Regions from separate parts of the Bombyx mori genome. Here region 1 is linked to region 2. The links are chromatin contacts, called in public Hi-C maps. All regions are on one chromosome and are shown on one strand. Each heading gives the region's core, a stretch centred on a gene start, on an enhancer-like site or on the middle of the called end of the contact. The rest is flanking DNA. Distances are from core to core; before and after follow the strand shown. Region 1 holds the start of LOC101740011 (phospholipid-transporting ATPase VD). Region 2 holds the start of LOC100862773 (HMGB protein).

Evidence for each region. Hi-C and Micro-C count contacts between places; a contact is called where the count stands out from the background.
Region 1: a contact with region 2 is called in a Hi-C map of posterior silk gland, with 1.6 times the contacts expected there. The contact joins the promoter of LOC101740011 here to the promoter of LOC100862773 in region 2. A contact is called at or near these places in 2 of 7 Hi-C or Micro-C datasets (middle silk gland and posterior silk gland).

What each region holds. Positions count from the first base shown.
Region 1 is chr13:13,906,450-13,909,931 of ASM3026992v2, forward strand. It overlaps LOC101740011 (phospholipid-transporting ATPase VD), which reads left to right and starts at 1,819. Exons shown (of 16, transcript XM_004927955.5): 1 at 1,819-2,986. The coding sequence starts at 2,172. It overlaps LOC119629346 (a long non-coding RNA gene), which reads right to left. Exons shown (of 3, transcript XR_009974753.1): 3 at 3,231-3,482.
Region 2 is chr13:13,147,417-13,150,803 of ASM3026992v2, forward strand. It overlaps LOC100862773 (HMGB protein), which reads right to left and starts at 1,315. Exons shown (of 7, transcript NM_001257000.1): 1 at 1,267-1,315. It overlaps LOC101741109 (histone deacetylase complex subunit SAP30 homolog), which reads left to right and starts at 1,420. Exons shown (of 3, transcript XM_004927722.5): 1 at 1,420-2,307; 2 at 2,521-2,739; 3 at 3,274-3,387. The coding sequence starts at 2,113.

The DNA of each region.
Region 1 (3,482 bases), core at 569-3,068, 760 kb after region 2:
TTTTGCTTCCGAATAAAAAGTATTAATTTCGGTCGCCTTTATTTAATGTTCCAGACATTTATAAATAGCCCGACATGTTTCAGGGATAGTTTTTGTCATCAGGGGTTGGGATATTGAAGAACTAAATTTTAAATCTTGATACGAATTTCCTGTTGCAAGAAATCTTAATGTTACAACCAATCTTTCTTTTGGACTTATACTGTCGTAGGATTAGATATGTAATAGTTGTAAAATAAATATATAATAGACTATCGTAGGATAGTATCCTGTTTTTTAATAAACGGTGTCACAAGGCCTAATATTAGGTCAAACGAGATCGAATCCATTTAAAGATAACTAGCTGACCCGGCAGACTTCGTAGTGCCTCAATCGATAAATAAAAGACCTAAAGGAATCCGTCCGAAGGGGAACACATCAAAAGAAAAACAAAATTGTTATTTTTATTTAATTCCGAGCATTTTCTTAAATCAAGGTAGATTAAACCTTCTTTGGACTTCCACGAATAATTCAAGACCAAAAATAACCAAATCGGTTCAGCCGTTCTTGAGTTTTAGCGAGACTAACGAACAGCAATTCTTTTTTATATATAAAGAAGATTTCTGAAGTTTGCTGGTTCTAAATCACTCATAATGTTCATATTCATGTCATATTTGTTAACATTCCGCACAGCAATAAATATTTCTTCAGCGATATTCTTGTTTTTTTTATTTTTTATTTCGAGCAATAAAAAAAATAAAAAATTTGTTCTTTTCTAGACAATACTGGGGCCATCCTCTTACGCACATGACACGTCTTACTTCATTGCGTTTAAACTGACAATTGATTCAGTAACTGAATTTAATATTCAAAAATTCCATTCCAATATCAATTTCATTTGCATCTTAGGTCCAGTTGCTCCATTTCACTGCCATTCACAATAAGATAAGAAGGGTTCTTCGTGCCCCCTTAAGAGGGCACGGAGCGGGCCTCGGGGCAAACCCATCTGCCCCGGCGGGCAGAAACTCCCTGCAACGCAGGGCAGGGTGTGATGAGGGTGGGACTGTTCTTAGCGTGCTCGGTTGCAGTTTACATCTATTTAAACATATATAATACGATGGGCTTGGTTAGGCGTCGAATTGGTGCCCGTGGACGTAGCACACCAGCGCGGCGGCGCCGGGGTGCTGTACTCTGCTTTTCTTTTCTTTTCTTTTTTGCCCTTACAACTAACTAAACCTAACTACAAACTAACTACTAACTACTATATACAAACAGGAACAACAGTCAGCAAGAAGAGGGCCGGGGTCCACCACGGATCCCGTATGTGGACAGCTCAGTCCCATCCCCATGCTCCCACACTCATTATGAGCACTCCCTTAACACTCCGGTTAAGTTGCCAGTAGCTCCCTTGGTTGCGCCCGACCATCAGTTGGTCTGGCATGCAAGGGAGCTATATTGTGGACATGCTCGTGGGGTCCACCGTCAGCCCGCTCGTAAATATTACGAGCTAGCCTCCAAATGAACTCCTCGAGCAACTGCACATAAAGATCCCGGGCTATTACGTCATTTCTGACGTAACGGCCTGCTCCTACTATCGTGCGTAGAGCCAGATTTTACTGGGCCTGCAACCTCACCCGCGTAAGCTGCGGGATGAGGTGATACCATGTCGCAGCTGCGTAGGTGATACGGGAACGGACATTGTAAATTGCCATTCATATGGCAATGATGGCTTCATCCTCCACTACACAAGACTTGGCTGTATAGGCTTTGCTCTCATCGCGTATCCAATTGACAATCAAATAAAACAAAATCATGTCAAAATGTCAACTTCGTGTCAATTCTGTCAGTTCGCTACTCTCACTTACAGTCACTTTTTTAGTTGTTTTGAGTTGTTCTCTCGCGTACGTGATAAGCGCCGTTGCTTCGTGGAAATAACAATATTTGTATTTCGATGTGAAATATATAGCAATGTGTAATGTACTATCAGTTCAGAATACATCACCATTGATACGTTCTCTCTGTAACACGAATATTATTCTTGCGAATCAGTGATCAGATGACTTTACCATATGTTTCAAATCATTCGACAATCGACAAATTCTCTTATAACTCTTCAATAAACATTACTATCACATTACGCGTCACGTTTTAAATGAAAGGAATAATTGAGCGGCATCCATCACAGATGTATAAAAATGTCAACAGAAGGAAGCGGAGAGACTCCCTCGACGGTGCCATGTTTACCAGGAGCACCCGAACAAACATATCTATTTCCGAAAGTAAAAGGACACTCGAGGTCCATAAGCCATGGTGGCACTCCCATACTAGCCGGGAATACGACCACGGCCCGGCCGCCCTTAAAATCTGCACTGAGAGGTCATCAGCGAGCTTTGTCTCATGGTCAAATTGGCGAAGGTCCACGCGCCGGGTCAGGACCCGGTCACAGTCGCACTGGCAGCCGCACAGACTTCATCTTGCCACCAGGTCATCGCGAACCAGTACCTGCAAGTGCCCAACCAAGACTGGGATCTGTACGCGCTCATCACTCACGACAAGCATCCCGCTCTGATTCCATATACACAATAAGAAGAACTTCCGTTGTTGGCCCATGGCGGCGTGCAGCCTTTTGGTTGTTGAGAAGACAACAGCCTGTTATTGATAATTGTCATATGACTGTAGTACCAAACCATTTAGTGCCAGATAAAACACCACCAAAAGACCATCCTAATGGACATAGGTGCAACAATAAAATTAGGACTACTAAATACACCTTACTGTCATTTTTACCAAAAAATTTATTTGAACAGTTTCATAGGATCGCAAATGTGTATTTTATTTTTATTGTGTTGTTGAACTGGGTGCCAGCTATAAGTGCATTTGGCAAGGAAGTGGCTATGCTACCTGTGTTGTTTGTGTTAGGTGTGACGGCTATTAAAGACTTGTTTGAAGATCGGAGAAGACACATGTCAGACAAGAGAATCAACAATTCATTTTGCAGAGTATACAAGAAGTGAGTAATTTAAATCTTAATATTTTTTTACTTGAATTAGCTATTTGGAAGTATACTAGAATGTGGAATTGTTGTACCTACAGTAAGTAATGACTCAGTTTGTTTCATAAGATTCTGTAGAATTTACAAAATGGCTCTGGCCCTTAAGCTAGCTTATGTATCAAAAAGCAATTTTCATTTTGGTTTTGGATACATTATTTGATTCATTATTTTATCATAATATTGAATGTAAACTTTAAGCACATTTTTATATTTTTCAAGTCAATTTAAAGTTTTATTTTCTTTTAATATACAGATTTTATAAAAATAATAATATAGTCATTTGGATTAAGTAGAATAATGAATATCAGTGAAAACAGTCTACAAAAATATTATATTACCTTTTATCAGTGCATACTGCAAAATAACAATAATTGTGTTAAAAATATGAAACAAGAGCAACATGTAGAATTTGAACAGAGTATTTTTTATACATAAGTATTTCTAAATATCCTTT
Region 2 (3,387 bases), core at 65-2,564:
AGAAATTCGGACGTGTCGCTTGACATCTGATGGCAGGAAATATGGATTGATTGTTAATATTGGGCTAAGTGGGCCTTAGTTATCGATATAAAAAATGAGATCTCACTTTTAGATTTAAAAAAATCCTGTAGCAACATACGTAATGGCATTGGAAATTGACACACTATACGAATGGATAGCCCAATATGTGAGTGTTAAACTGTTACTGGATTCGTAGGAATCATTAAAAAAAATTAATTGTGCATTCCCAAAGCAAAACATTGTAAGTATATACCTACATTACTACAAACGAAATGCAGTTCTTTTGAAATCACATTTGTGAAAGATTTCCGTATAAAGGCATTTAAAACATGTCTGTAATGGAAACTTTGGCATGTAGTGCTGATTTACCACAACTAGCTCTTTTGAAAAGTAATTACAAAAATATATACTTGGCTGCTATATCATTTATTAGAGCTGAATTCTCACCATGCACCAAAACGTACAAATAATCCGCTGAATTGTGCCGTACGAAATCGTTGCAATGTTATGCATTTGTTATAAAATTGCGCTGACGTTAATTTATCATGGTGACAAATTCCTAGCGCTCACCGTACTCACCGTAGTGCTTGCTCACTTGCATGTGTATGATGTCAATTAAAATAAGAAATTCGCGATCTTTCAAAAGCCTCACCTCTTTTAAACAAACCTATAATACCTATTAAGTATTAAATGTTTCAAAACATTAAGACTTCGTTGCAGTGTATATTTAAAGTGATTGTAATTTATAACGTTCTATTGTTCCAATAAAATAAATTTCTAAGTATTGTTCTACCATCATTTTACATCCTAAGTCACGTGTAGGTACATTGCATTAAATTTAATGCTTATCTTACAGTTTGTCAATACACAACAAACTGAACACGCATTTTTTACTAATTTATGATTTAACTCGCGTAAACATATACAATGGAGATTATTTTTTTCCAAAATGAAGCTGATGTTAACATAATATAGAAACATACTCAAGGATGTTGTACATACGCTTAATCATCAAATCTATATCTACGCCATATGCCATATACATATAAGTATCCATAGAATATGTCACCTTACTTCGGAGTTCCGCTCTCGGCAGCCATTTGCTTACAAAATTAGAATGTATGACTATAAATATAATTTCAGAAATATTGTATTAAAACAAATTTGCAATATTTCTCGCTGGCATTTAATTTATACAATTGATGGTCTAACTTAATGATTAGGTAATATAATAATAGAACTCACCAACTAAAATTCTCAATACAAACGAGCACACGATTTCAGCGCTTATTGTTACGCAGGGTATTCGGCAGTCTTCGCGTTCTCTACGAGATAAATACACGATCAGCGACGTCAGTCAGAAAACAATTTGATTCGTTGAATTTATATTTCCCGCAAAATGTTATCCAATCCTACGGCTAGTGCTAGCTTTATTTTTTGTTTATACTATGATATGTATGTAGTTGTGTTGTCATTTCACTACCACTACATGCTGACAATTTGAAATGTTTTCATTTTTAGAAAAGATCATGGTTGTGCCAATCTCAACGTTATTCCGAGTAAATAAGTTCATATTGACTGCGTGTTTTTGGTTCGAGTCGCATAAGAGTGAATGAAGGAACGAACAAAACATTCGTCTAAAACAAATTAATGAAATTCACTCGTTCACTTCATTTTATTATGGCGAAGTGCTAGATCGGTACGAGAAAGTACCAAGTCAAAATTAAGAACCAAAATTAATATATCTTGTTGTAGAAAAAAAGATTCAAGAATCTTTTCCTATGTTGTAAATCTAGATTCACAGTATCAGAACGAAAATTACCGAATATTGCATCGTTTCAACTGTTAGTGTTATAGACGTTTTCATGCACAAGTGCTGTGGATTAAAAGTAACCGACAGATTGGGCATTCGGCTTGTTAAAAGCATCTCAATATCGAATAGTTGTCATGTTTTTAATTGATTTCGAGTGTAAAAACAAACTGTGTTGTCATAAATCATAACCTCAATTGTGAGTCCTTTGTGAATACGTTGGACAATTTTCCGTCGCCTGGTGCGGTGTGTAATACGCAAGTTTAATTTATTAATCATATATGATTCAACGGGAGTATCAAATGAACAACGGGTTTAGTACAGGAGAAGAAGATTCTAGAGGTAATTCTGACCAAATATGTTGCCTTGTGGATGACGGCGACCGCTGCAGACGACCAGCGGGCAACGCTTCGTACAGCAAGCGTATACAGAAAACTGTGGCGCTAAGGAGGCTCAAACTTAATATAGACGGTCAGGTATGTTTATTTACTGCTGATTTTCACAATTACATTCATTATTTTTTTAGAAAGCATAAACTAAAATCTATAATGCAAGTTTTAGATAGTTTTTTTAGTGATTGATTTTTAAAGATCTCCATTAATTTGAATAAAAAAAATGTAGACAAAAAAAAACAAAATTATTACATATCATCATTCAGCTCCATACACTAACTAAATACAATATTACAGGCAAGACACACATACATTTGTGATTATCACAAAACAATGATCCAGTGTGCCAGAACAAAACAGAGAAGAACAAAAGACTCAGAAGATGATAGTAATGAAGCAGAAAATGATGCTCCAGAAGTGGACTGGTTCCAATTACAGGTTAATACCTTGAGGAGGTACAAAAGACACTACAAGGTGCCAACAAGGCCAGGACTGAACAAGGCACAGTTGGCTGATGTAAGTTATAACTATGTTTTCCTCAGTAAAAATAGTTGTAAGTCTAAATGTCTTAATTTTTTTTTTAATATCCATAGCTAACTTTATTTTATTTACTTTATCAAAACTTACAATACTATCTAAATATGTGCTAATTTTCACAAATTAATAATAATTCGTATTTTAAATCATTAATTAAGAAAAGGTAATTTTAATACTATTTCACTACAAGCCAGACTAATTGTAAAGATATTGTGGCTAATTTTGTATCATTCTCTATGATTAGCTCATACATTCTGGCCTTAAATAAAATGTGTAGTTGCATTAAGCTGTTTTTTAAAAAAATAACAATTATGAAAATGGTTCAAGTGGAGACAACTTGTGAGTGCCCTAAGTACCAGCAGGGTACTCTAATACTACAACAACAACAACAAAAATTCACTCACATAGTTCCCTATTTTATTTTGTTCTACGTGATGTTATTGTTATTTACAGTTGTCTTACACTTTTTATTGCATCTTTTGTTTTAAAATCATTGTTATTTTTTTATTACAGGCTGTACAGAAACACTTCAAATCATTACCAGTCAACGAGAGGGAGATTATGACATATTTCATTTACATGGTTAAAACAAATGGAAACAAGTTAGACCAGAAGAATGGAATGAAT